Regions from separate parts of the Mus musculus genome. Here region 2 is linked to region 1. Evidence: chromatin contacts called from public HiChIP or PLAC-seq data. All regions are on one chromosome and are shown on one strand. The core of a region is the stretch at or near the end of the contact, and the rest is flanking DNA. Distances in the headings are between cores, read along the strand shown. Region 1 has its middle 14 kb from the start of Mir3068. Region 2 holds the start of Snw1 (SNW domain containing 1).

Region 1 (6,335 bases), core at 1,227-3,726:
AGTATCTGTAACTCCAATTCAGGGGACCCAACACTCTCTGGCCTCTGGACCCCAAGCGCACATATGTCACATACTTGAAGAGGCACAATACTCAAACACAAAAAGTTTGTGTAATGGGGTGGGTGTGTGTGTGTTATTTAAGTTAAGAGTGCAAGGTTGGAGAGTCCTATGGAACCTAGAAGATCTGATCGGCACCTTGACAGAACAAGTTTAGCCTCCTAAGAAAGTGCATCTGAAGGAAGGACCTAGGAAAGAACAGTACTGGTTTTCCAAGAGTGAAGTTAAAATGCAGCAGAGTCCAGTAACTGCCATGGTGTCCATGCACAGGTGCAGGGAGGCTTCGCCATGCTCTCTGCTCTACTGTAAGGATTGTGGAGCATGATCCCACGCAGTGTCCTTGTTCCCCTCAGAAATCATGTGACCATCCTAAATGTTTTCAGGAGTGTTCTTGGACCCAATAAGTTTCACTACTGAGATTTGAGTCTACAAAAGTTATCAGGGCCATCCAGGGAGGTTTTTGTTCAGTGTTTATCAGAGTGAAGATCTGAAGCAAGTCCCATGAGGAAGTGGCTGCTCAAATCCTCCTTTCTCCACAGATGACTGGTTCTAGAGCTCCTTTGACTCAGCAAAGCAGCTCCCTCCTGGAACTAAGTCCCACCGGCATTACACCCACATTACACCTAGTCACCTTTTCAAGAACAGCAGGAAAATGGGCAACTGTTTATACTTTAGAAAGCCTGGTCGTTGCCTGTACAGGGCAGCATTTTGTACAGATTGTTAAATATCCCTTAATTCTTATTTAAATTTTGTATGTTTGGTGTTTTGCCTGTTCCTGATGTTTCTATTTACAGATTTCTAAGAGAAACTGTTCAGCATGTGAATATTTTTATGCTTCCCTGTACCTCTCAGTTTATATTGATAATCTTTAAATGCTTATTTTAAAGATAAAATTTTATTTTTTCAGAAAGTGGTAATTAAATTTTCTTTCATGTGTGTGGGTGTTTTGCCTTCTTATATGTGTGAAGAGCACTTGCTTGTCCACTTGCTGTGGAAACCAGAAGAGAGCATTGGATTCCCAAGAATTGGAATTCTAGATGTTTGTGAGATGCCATGTGAGCTCTGGGAATCTTTCTGATCCTCTGCTACAGCAGTGAAATACGCTTTTAATTATAGGGCCATCCCTCGACCTGGAGAGCATAGCTCTTAAACCTTGTAAATCTACTTTAGTCGGAACTTCAGAATGCAAATCTAGGAGCAATAGCACTGTCTTGCAAAAAGGACTTGTTTCATGAAATTATGTTTTAAAGTGCCTGTATCATACCAGGTGTGGTTATATGTGCCTTTTTAAATTCTAGCACTTGGGAGACATGGGGGGGCGGGGGCGGGGTTGTAGTAAATTCCTGGTCTTTCAGTACTACATAGTAAGATCCTGTCTTTGAAAAATAAACTCAAAAAGTACCAATATCTTTAGGGGGTGGGGGCTGTATTTACCTGGGAAGAATTCCTAATATGTTAAACTGAAACACTCGCAGTCTGGTGTAACTCCAGATCCAGGGTCTCCAGCACTCTAACCCCTGAGAGCACTAGAGGCATGCATAGGTTGGGTGCAATTAAAGCGCCCATGCACATAAGGAATAACATGTTTAGCTGGGTGATGGCTGCTCGTGTTTTAATGCCAGCACTCAGAAGACAGAGGCAATGGAGTTTGAAGGAACCTGGTCTATAGAGTTCCAGGACAGCAGAGCTACACAGGAAAACCTTTACTCAGAAATAAAAGAAAAAAAAGTAAGTTTTGTTTTGTTTTTCGAGACAGGGTTTCTCTGTGTAGTCTTGGCTGTCCTGGAACTCATTTTGTAGACCAGGCTGACCTCAAACTCAGAAATCCGCCTGCCTCTGCCTCCCAAGTGCTGGGATTAAAGGTGTGCACCCCCAAGCCCAGCAAAAGTAATACTTTTAAGTGGGTATGTGCATAGTAAAGGTATATATTCTCAATTTTTTTAACCCTAACCCTGATTATGTAAGAACACTGTTGGTGTCTTCAGACACACCAGAAGAGGGCATCAGATCCCATTACAGATGGTTGTGAGCCACCATGTGCTTGCTGGGATTTGAACTCAGGACCTCTCTCTCTCTCTCTCTCTCTCTCTCTCCAGTATATGAAGGGAATCCTTTAAAGAGTTGTGTAAACCATATGCTGAGCTCAGCACCAACTGATGAAGGGTCACAGTCAAGCATCCTTCCTAATGTCTTCCTGATGAAGCATAACACCTTATCTCTGCGTTTTGGTATCTTACACAAAAACCTTGCTGGGCAGCTCTGATTACTGCTTTAATTCCTAGACGTGAAATGAATGCAAAGGGTCTACTGAAAACCAGTGGGAAGGCCACATGAAAGCTGAACCCTCTATGCTCCCTGCCTATTATGTCTCTTCTGCTGTAGTGTCTGAACATGGGGTCATGTTCAGCCCGTGTCTGGTTTTCCCTAGAGAGGTCCCAAGGCCTTTGTGAGACACAGATGTATTGCTAACCAGGCAGAGTCAGCAAGATTTAGCTTACCTGTTTTCCAATTTTCTTAGTTCCCTTTTCACTGAGATAAGCTGGTCTTACCCCTTCCCCTTAATCCCAAAACTGATTATTAGAGTTGAGAAAAGATAAAGGAAAGCCCTAAAAACCCTAGGGGGATTCAACTGAGACAAATTTGAATGGTAATGAGGCTGCAAGGAGCTTGGGGGCGTGACTACTGATCTCCGCAGCCCCCAGAGGCTGGAGAAGCTGGGCAGGAAAGACCTCCCATCCAGGATTCCAGCTTCAAGGGAGACAGTGGGAAGAACAACAGAAGCCTAGCTACCTAGCCAGGTGGTTTGCTTTTATTGATTTTTTTCTTTTTTTTTTTTTAAACATGAAGTCCCCTGAAGATGGGCTTGCTGCCTCTCTTGCTTTCACTGGTAAGTCAAATTTCTTCTAAAATAAGATGACTTTCTAGAAGGTAAAAATTTCATAGCTAAGTTTTAGTTACAGTTCCAACACTTAGCAACAACTTCAGAGAGTTGGTTATCAGGCTTGCCTGTTGAGCATTTTCCCCACAGGGCCATCTCCCTTGCTCCTTTATCCTGTGTCTAATCCCCCAAGAAACTCTTGGCTTTAAAGTTTTCATACTCTGGTCCCTTCTCAAGTCATTGTTCCTCTCCTGACCCAGGCCGTTGCCATCTCTGCTGCCTCACTGGCTCCTCCCATTCATGACTCTCCTCCCTGTCTCCATAGCCAAGGCAGACTATATCCTGCTTCTCCCTGAGGCCAAGGCAGAGTGTCAGCAGTCACATACAAATCCTCACCCCAGCTGGCCCCTGATTTCTCTTGGCTTCTCACTCCCACCTGGCCACTTTGACCTTATTCTTTCTCTGGTCATTCTGAAGTCTGCACAGGTTACTAAATATTGTAATGAAATATGATAGATAATTTAAATATGACTAATAATTCTTGGTTTTCCTCCCTTGAGACTCTCAGTGCCACAAGACAAAGATGTAATCTGTTCTTTGTGGCACAGAGCTGTTCAGTGTTGGCATGGATGTGTGCAAAGGCTGTGATCCACTGCTGTGAGAAGGTAAATTGGTAAAACTCTGGTACGTAATTGTCATTGTTGACATAAACTTTTATCCGGTAATTGAGGTCTTTTCCCTATAGAACCTCCACATGGGTACATACTGTGTAAAAGATACTCATAATAGCCGGGCATGATGGTGCACGCCTTTAATCCCAGCACTTGGGAGGCAGAGGCAGGCAGATTTCTGAGTTCAAGGCCAGCCAGGGCTATACAGAGAAACCCTGTGTCGAAAAAACAAACAAACAAAAAATAATAATAATGAAGAACCAGGGGCTGGAGAGATGGCACCTCGGTTAAGAGCACTGGCTGCTCTTCTAAAGGTCATGAGTTCAATTCCCAGCAACCTCATGGTGGCTCACAACCATCTGCAATGGGATCTGATGCCCTCTTCTGGTGTGTCTGAAGACACCAACAGTGTACTCACATACATAAAATAAATTAATTAATCTTTAAAAAAATAATAATGAAAAACTGCTAATAACCCAAAAGTTGGTAGCAAGCAACTAATAGAATATATGCGCACTCAAACACATTAATGCTGAGAAGGACATTGTGACTCGCACCTGTAATCCCAGCGCTCAGGATGTAGAAGCAGGAAGATGGAAAGTTTGAGATCACCCTGGATCCAGACCATCAACTTACAAGAAAAAAACCAAAACAAAAGAACGTGGGTGGTTGTAGTGCTCACCTTTAATCCCAGCACTCAGTAGGAAGAGGCAGGTGGGTCTCTAAATTTGACACCAGCCTGTCTAGCAAGCATCAAGCGTGTTACAGAGAAACCCTGTCTGGAAAAACCAAACTGGAACTCGGCTGGCCTTGAACTCAGCATCTGCCTACCTCTGCCTCCCATGTGCTGAGATGAAAGTGTGAAAGTGTACACCACCACTGCCCAAAGTAAAGGAACATGTCATGTTCACGTGTTGTAAGTACATCCGGGGGAATTCATCCTAATGTAGTGTTATGGAGGAGACATTGGGAGGTGGGAGAAGGCACTTTCCACTGTATAGTTTTGTGTTCTCTGATTTTTTTAATAGAAATACATTCACGTATTATCTATGTGTATTTTCAATTACATGCAACAAACCTTATAAATAATCCTATGCAGACGTTCAGGCGTGGTGGCTCACATCTGTAATCCCAACCCTCTAGAGGCTGGAGTACAAGTGGCAAATAGCAAAGCCAGTCTGGGCTACATAGACCTGTCTTCAAAAACACAACACCATATTCAGTAATAAGAGTAAAGATGAGGTTTATCTCTCTAACCCCAGCCTATTCTGATCCTGTGTTTATAAACGAGATCTGTTGTAAACAGCTGCCAGGCTCTTCTGGCTTCTTGCCAGACTGGCTGGAGAATCCGTGATCCCACCTATTACAATAAGATAATCAGTCCCTTGCCTTTCTGCATCCCAAGCTCTAGACACCTTACTGTGCCAGCCAGCTTTGGTCTGCCCCACTATGCAAGTACCAGTCCTGGGCTTTGCTTAGTAGGGCAACAGGTAAGTTATAGTTGAGGTTGAGCCATTTGGTAAGGCTCTTAGTACTATCCTGAAAAGAATTACTATATTCTGGGGACATGCCTGGGACGTTGAAGACTACAGAGCCCTAAGACTGCATTTCTGTTGAGCTCTGTCTTAGTGGCAGAAGGGAGGTGAGATAAGTTCCTGTGTGGACACACCAGGAAGTGACTACACTGGGTACCTCTCTCTGGTTAGGTATTAGATGAGATTGGATTTGTATTGTAGCTGCAAGCATAGCTTCCATCAGTTCTCAGAGCACTGGATGTTGGACCTAAGAGCTCTGCTTTGGGTGTGATGGCACAAGTCTTTTTTTTTTTAATTAGATATTTTCTTTATTTACATTTCAAATGCTATCCTGAAAGTTCCCTGTACCCTACCCCCGCCCTGCTCCCCTACCCACCCACTCCCACTTCTTGGCCCTGGCATTTCCCCTGTACTGGGGCATATAGAAGTTTGCAAGACCAAGGGGCCTCTCTTCCCAATGATGGCCGACTAGGCCATCTTCTGCTACATATGCAGTTAGAGACACAAACTCTGGGGGTACTGGTTAGTTCATATTGTTGTTCCACCTATAGGGTTGCAGACCCCTTCAGTTCCTTGGGTACTTTCTCTAACTCCTCCATTGGGGGCCCTGTGTTCCATGTATTTGCCAGGCACTGGGTACAAGTCTTTAATACCAGCACTCAGGAGGCAAAGGCAAGCCTGGTCTACAAGAGCGAGTACCAGGACAGCCAGAGCAACACAAAGAAACTGTGTGTTTAAAAAACAAAAACAGCTGGGCAGCGGTGACGCACGCCTTTAATCCCAGCACTTGGGAGGCAGAGGCAGGCAGATTTCTGAGTTTGAGGCCAGCCTGGTCTACAGAGTGAGTTCCAAGACAGCCAGGGCTATACAGAGAAACCCTGTCTCAAAAAAACAAAAACAAAAAAAAGAAGTACTCAGCAGCGGGGCCCCAGGCTCAGCCATGGAGAAAGCGTGGACAATACTGCTTCTGTGGGTTTTTTTTTTTTTTTTTTTTTTTTTTTTTTGGTGCTGGTATTTTATTTTTTTGTGTGTACATTAGGCCATGTATTCGTATGGAATGGGCTCCAACAGCTCAGGCTCTTTTCTGTTAGTCCTCACAAAGTGTGCTTCTCTGGGTGGCGCAGGCTGGCGCTTCAGCTGCACCCAGGTGCCCTTCTCTTTGGCTTCCTTTTTCTTCTGGTCGTTCTCCTTCAC
Region 2 (6,815 bases), core at 2,925-5,424, 48 kb before region 1:
ATAGTGGTGGCACATGCCTTTGATCCCAGCACTTGGGAGGTAGAGACAGGTAGATTTCTGAGTTCAAGGCCAGCGTGGTCTACAGAGTGAATTCCAGGACAGCCAGGGCTATACAGAGAAACCCTTTCTCCGAAAAAAACAAACAAACAAGCAAAAAAGTCAGAAGGGTGCATCAGATTCCATTACAGATGGTTGTGAGCCACCATGTGGTTGCTGGGAACTCAGGAAGTTCAGAAAAGCACTCTTACCCACTGAGCCATCTCACCAGCCCCAAGAACACAAGTCATATTGGCACAGATCCCATTCAAACAATCTAATTTTGACTTCCTAGCCTCCTTAAAGACTATATTTCCAAAAATATTCATATTTAGAGGCATTAGGGGTGGTAAAGTTTTCAAAATATGAATTTGGGTGGACAATTCTGCCCTTAACAGCCCCCTGCTCCTTCCCCTGCCCTCTTCCATGTCTGCAGCTGCTAGGAGACCCAGGGTCCTTGTCTGTTCCCTTCACGATCCAGATCAGGTCAGAGAGAAGTAGGCTATTCTTAAACACACCATCTTCCACTTGGTTCCAAACCCTCAGCCTTTTCTTCCTCCAGACCCTATCATCAGATTTTCACTTTCCCCACGTCCCCTGCAGAAACACTGCCAGGGTGGTGGGATGCCCAGGGACCCCTTCACCCTCTCAGAGGAGAAGGGGATTCAGGAGGGACTTCAGAAGGAGGGAACTGGGAGGGGGGGTAGACAACAATTGGGATGTAAAGTAAATTTAAGAATTATAAATTAATGAACTGTCATTGCAATTTGCTATGCATAGTAGCACACAATTTGCTATGTTCCAAATGCAGTTCTGAACAAGATACTAACAAACTAAGAACATACTACTATTAGGATTTCCAGTTCCCAAGGAAGGAAATTGAGGTCAAGTAGTTAACATACTCAAGATTACATAACAGTTCTGGTTGGTAAATCTGAAAGTAAGCCTCTATAGATAATAACCACCAGAACTGGGTCTAAACTGAACTTTATTTTTATATACTTTTTTCTTTTTTTGAGACAACGATTTACTGTCACTCTGGCTGTCCTGGAACTTGCTCTGTAGACCAGGCTGGCCTCGAACTCAGAAATCCGCCTGCCTCTGCTCCCCGAGTGCTGGGATTAAAGGTGTGCGCCATCACACCCGGCACTAGTCTCTTCTTAATCACCACTAATTTCTTAGCTCAAGTTCACCATCAATTGTCCCAGTAGTCTCCATCTCCTCTTGACTATAAAGCCAGAGATCCATGGCTGAAGCTGCCAAACTTCTGCTGCTTGCTGGAGCTGGAACACGCCACTTTGTTCTATTACATTATCACCATCACTGATCTCATCCACTAGACTTCAACATAAAGTTCAGTCAACACTTGCAAGGCTTAGGCTATGCCAAGGTCACGGTCAGCTGCTTCTGCAGACAGAAAATTCAAGCTTTACCTGCTTGTGGTTCATTGATGTCCCCACCTGCCAACACCTGCAACTCCCTCTAGCACAGACACACTGCCCATGTAGTGTTTGTTGCTCTGGGTGCCCTCTGTTGGGCAAGTCTGCTTGTTCCAAGAACTAATGCTAGTGAGCTGATTAAAGCTCAATGGAGCTATGCCCTTGGGGCTTGCTTATATTACATCCATGGTTTTTTTTCCATGAGTTGCATTGACCTGAAGTCTTCGTGCTTGAGCAGTGAGTACTGCACTGAGTGAGCAACCACCTCCTCAGCCATGGTCAGCTCACTGCAACTTCCTCACAACTTTGAGGGGGAAAGACTGAGATAGAGAGAAGTTAGGTCTTCTGGGTTTGTTTGTTTGTTTGTTTGTCTGTTGCAAATTGCTGGCGGTGGGCTGAAACACAGACAACGTAGGTAGCTTACCAAAATCCAGAACCAGATGACATAGGGAAACTCATGAAAATCCAGCACATAGGAACCAAACTCGCACTGTACATACTTAAAGGAAATCACTGACTATGGCAAGTCATTTAAAAATAAACTTTATTGGTTTGAAGAGATCAGTTAAGAGCACTGACTACTCTTCCAGAGAACCTGTGTTTAATTCCCAACACCCACATTAGTGGCTTATGAACATCTGCTACTGTAGTACCCAAGGGGTCCAATATCCTCTTCTAGCCTCGGGCACCAGGCATGCATGTGGTACATATATACATGCAGACAAATACCCCGTATACCTAGAATTATAAATTAAGTTTTGTTACATATAGTGTATGAGTCTGTGTGTGTAAAACTACCACAACACGCATGAGTAGGTCAGAGAACAACCTGAGAGATTCTGATTTCTCCATGTATGTGAGACTGTACGCAGGCAGTCAAGCATGGCAGCAAGGGCCTTTACCCACTGTGTCACCCAATCAGTTCTACAGAGCTCTCTCTCTCTCTCTCTCTCTCTCTCTCTCTCTCTCTCTCTCTCTCTCTCTCTCTTTTCTTCTTCTTCTTCTTCTTCTTCTTCTTCTTCTTCTTCTTCTTTCTCCTCCTCCTCTTCCTCCTCCTTCTTCTTCTTTTTTTTTTTTTTTTGGCTTTTCAAGATAGGGTTTCTCTGTGTAGCCCTGGCTGTCCTGGAACTCACTCTGTAGACCAGGCTAGCCTCAAACTCAGAAATCCACCTGTCTCTGCCTCCCAAGTGCTGGGATTAAAGGTGTGCACCACCACTGCCCAGCCAGATCTACTCTCTTAATTGTGTTGTAGTAAAATTGCTGTTCTCTATATAACCATGGGATGATTAGGGATCATCAGGGTACAAGCACCCCAAACGATATGTCTCTGTGGAAAATGAGAATTGACTGTCAGAATACATATCCATCCCTTTCTTTCAATCCTACATCCTAGGTTTTGGGCTATGCCTTTCTGATTTCCCACATTCATTATTTTAACATTGCCCTCAGTAGCCTCTTTAGTCTCTCATTACCATAGAAAACCAGTGTGTGGCAAGAAGAGTCCTTTTGTTTGTTTGGCGTGGTGATTTACTTATGCTTAGTGCAAGGTGTGGTACTCTCAGGAGGTATGGCATTGTTGGAGGAGGTTTGCCACTGTGGATGTAGGACTTTGAAGAGATCTATATCTACTCAAGCTCTGCCCAGAGTGAGACAAGCAGTCTCTCCTTACTGCCTTCAAATTGGCTTGCTGAACTCTCAGCTCCTTCTCCAGCACTATGTCTGCCTGGATGCTGCTATAATGATAATGAACTGAACCCCTGAAAATTTAAGCCAGCTACAAGTGATATTTTCCTTTATAAAAGTTGCCTCAGTCATGGCATCTTTTCACAGTAATGGGTACACTAAGACAGTTTGGTTTTAGTCTTTTGAGACAGGGTTTCTTTGTGTAGTCTTGGCCATCCTAGAACTAGCTCTGTAGACCAGACTGGCTTTGAACTCACAGTGATCTACCTCTGGGATTAAAGGCATGTGCCTCAACTGCTGGACTAAGAACTGTCTTTCTTGAGCTGCATTCAGTGGCAAAGACCTTTGATCCTAACACTTAGGAGGCAGTGTCAAGCTGATGTCAGATCATGACCAGCTTGGTCTATAGGAAAAGTTCCAAGGCAGCCAGGACTACACAGAAAAACCCTATCTCAGAAAGAAATAATTGTCTTTCTTACCTGTCTCAGTCCTACTTCAGCTCCAAATTATCAGCTGAACTAAATCTACGCTCATTGATCTTAATTTCTAGCATCTTCTTTATTTGCCACACCCCACACTGTTTTTTAAATAATTCATTCGTGAAGCAAAATTTAAAGTAGATGACTGTTAACACAACGATTAACTATATGCACGGAGGGTGGCTTATAGTGGGGGATCAGCCAGACTTTGCATCCTATTCAAAACTCTTAAGCAGTACTATGTGTAGCGGCCTTAAAGCAGAGTTGGATAATAGTATTAGCGTCCCAAAATAAGGCTTTATATCATATTTTGTATTATCACTACTGACATGTTAAACAGAGACCCTGTAGCCTGTAAAATCTACAGAAGTAAGGAATTTCGTATGCTAAGGTAGTTGTTGCTAACGCACTTTCAACAGACTGGCTGTCACAAGTCTCTCTCAAAGAACTACAAGGCCCAGAGGGCCGTTCGGTCAGAGCGCCTGCGCAGTGAGCATTTTTCCATTGTGTTCCTCGTTCCCGGGCAAGACTCGCCCGGCGACGTTGTGGCCTGCGCAGGAAGAAGCGGAAGAAGATGGCGCTCACCAGGTGGGTTGTTGATTTGGGTCCTCGATACGGAAGGGTCTGGAGTACACATCTTTTCCTTTCTGCCCGTACTGTTCGGGCTGTGACCTGGCCTGAGGCGCAGAAGTAACTTAGTCAAAACCGTGGCTGGAACCTCTCTCGGGCTTCCTCCGCGACTAGGCCGCGCCGAAGCCGGGGTCTTTCCTTCGGGGCTTCCCGGGTTGAGTTCGCCCCCCCCTGTTCCGAGAGCCCTGACATGGCCTCGCCGCGAGGACCTCACATGTGCTTCGCGTAAGCGGCGCGGTAGATTGACGAGCGCCTTGTGGACTGCGGGCTGAGATGGTTGCACTGCGAAGCCGCGGCTTATTTAACCCCGCTAAGCAAAGCTCGCCCGTCTCGTGGGAGGCTTTCCAGCCGCTTGTATGTTTTGTGCTTCTCATTTTCTCCTGCTACTCTCTCTCTCCCGAAACAAAGATTTTTGCAAAAAAAAAAAAAAAAACAAAACAAAAAAACAAAGAGTTGGGAACGTCCGAGAACCGACCAAGTTTTTTTTTAATTGACAGCAGTAGGGGCTGCTGTTGACTAAATGCGCGCCGCTCCACCTTTTAACTTTGGATCTTAGAATTTCTTTTGTACATAGAACCACCTCCGGCTTTTGCTGTTCCTGGTTGCCCTGGTTACTGTATGTAAAGTGTTTCCAACCTTTAAGGAAAAGAAAATGCTAAGTGGGAGACTTCCAAAAAGTTATGTAACTCCCAACTGCTGTAAGTGGAAAAACTTTCCATGCAAACTCAGCTGGAAAAGTCTGATTTTAAAGAAGGTATTCACTTTAGGGCCTTGGATTGTACCTGTTAAACCCACTTCTCATATTTTTTCCTGGCTCATAACAATATGAATCCTAAGAATATTTTGGTTATATGAATTAAGGTTTGTTGTCCTGCTTTGCCCTAGAGGTAGTATATGTAGAATGAAAAAAAAATTTTTTTTAAACCGGGAAGATGGACAAGTGGGTACACGGATGAAAATAGTGCAGGCGGGAGGATCTCAGAGTTCCAAGGCCAATCAGGTCTGTATAGGTAGTTTAAGGCCAGGATTTAAAAACAAAAACAGAATAACACTGACCTGGTTAGCTTTAACTGTCTGCTTAACACCTGGTCAAAAGATATCAGGTGAAAAAATTGCCTAGAACAGATTGGCTTATGGACATGTCTGGAAAGGATTGTTTTTCTTGCTAAGAGATGCAGGAAGATCCAAACCACTAATGGCTGCTCCATTCCCTAGGCGGGATATCCTGAACAGTATAAGCTAGATGAGTATAAGCCACTCTGCCAACCAGCAAGCAGCTTACATGGTGCCTAGCCTGCCTGCCTGCTTGCCTCCCTCCTTCCTTCTCTGCAAGAAAGCAAGTCCCTCTTGCTCTTGATTGTCTGTGGGATTTCACTAGCTGCCTTGACATCTCTCGTGGGTTTTAACCTGGAATTAAAAGCCAAATGTACTGGCTGGGTTTGTGTGTCAATTTGACACAAGCTCAATTTATCACACAGATAGGAGCCTCACTTAAGGAAATGCCTCCACGAGATCCAGCTGTAAGGCACTTACTCAATTAGTGATCAAAGGCGGGAGGGCCCAGCCAATTGTGGGTTGTGTCATCCCTGGGCTGGTAGTTCTGGGTTTTATAAGAAAGCGAACTGAGCAAGCCAGGGGAAGCAATCCAGAAAGCAGCAGCCTCCATGGGTACTGCATGAGCTCCTACCTCCAAGTTCCTGCCCTGTGCGAGTCCCTTTCCTTACTTTCTTTGGTGATAAACAGCATTGTGTAAGTGTAAGCTCAATAAACCCTTTCCTCCCCCTACTTGCTTCTTGGTCATGATGTTTTGTGCAAGAATACATACAGTGACTAAGACATCAGATAAGCCCTTCCTCCTGTAAATTGTGTTTTGCCGCAGTTTTTTAACAACAGCCACAGAAATGAAACTGGAACCAACAGATGATGTACTGGTACATCAACAGATGTGTGGTCCTAGCCTCGGTACAGAAAAATAAGAGTGAGTTGTGCTGACTGAGTGTTTTAGATAGCAAATATTCGAGTCTTCTTCAGGCACTATGATACAGATTAGTAGGACCATGAGAGGGAAAGTAGAATTTGAAATGGATGCACACAAGAAGAACGCCAGAGGTATAATATGTCTTGAGTGCCTATCAGCAATGCTAAAAGGTGAAGTCTCAAAATGGTCGGGCTTGAGGACTACAAAGCTTTCATTTCTGTGTTTTTAAATGTTGTTTATAAAACTAGCAAATACGGACTGGGGAGGAATAGGTCAGTGGTTCAAAGCAGTGGCTGTTCTTGCAGAGGACCTGGTATGTTTCCCAGCACCCACATGGCAGCTCAGGTTGCTCTGTCTGGTAAATGAATAGTTAATCATAATGCAGAAAGTTGGATGGTATACACATGGTCTAGACAGCTTTAATCCCAAAACTGGGGAAGCAGCTGGATCTACACAGTGAGAGTCTGTCTGCTGACAATGAAAACAGAAAAACCAATAGGAAAGCACAGTAGCATAATGTGGAATTCCTCTATAATCTCATTACTCTAGAGGCTGAGGCTAGACAGGGAC

What was found. HiChIP or PLAC-seq counts read pairs in DNA pulled down with a chosen protein or histone mark.
Region 2: a contact with region 1 is called in an H3K4me3 HiChIP or PLAC-seq map of embryonic stem cells, with 4 times the contacts expected there. The contact joins the promoter of Snw1 here to the enhancer-like site in region 1. A contact is called at or near these places in 13 of 39 promoter capture datasets (the C10 cell line, the HPC-7 cell line, cranial neural crest and 7 more), 32 of 484 Hi-C or Micro-C datasets (CD8 T cells, the G1E-ER4 cell line, cortical neurons and 17 more), 9 of 115 datasets of contacts at active chromatin or transcription factors (the SCID.adh cell line, effector CD8 T cells, embryonic stem cells and 1 more) and 3 of 9 other capture datasets (adipose tissue, liver and pancreatic islet).

What each region holds. Positions count from the first base shown.
Region 1 is chr12:87,420,827-87,427,161 of GRCm38.p6, reverse strand. It overlaps the pseudogene Gm8557. Among named protein-coding and RNA genes, the nearest start is that of Mir3068, 14 kb to the left of the region's middle. Within about 2 kb of position 2,476, at least 14 of the 459 cell types and tissues checked have an H3K27ac peak or open chromatin away from gene starts, as enhancers often do. A contact at or near this core is called in embryonic stem cells, epiblasts and stem cell-derived epiblast-like cells, where this site is marked.
Region 2 is chr12:87,469,658-87,476,472 of GRCm38.p6, reverse strand. Snw1 (SNW domain containing 1) reads left to right here and starts at 4,174. Exons shown (of 14, transcript NM_025507.2): 1 at 4,174-4,225. The coding sequence starts at 4,212.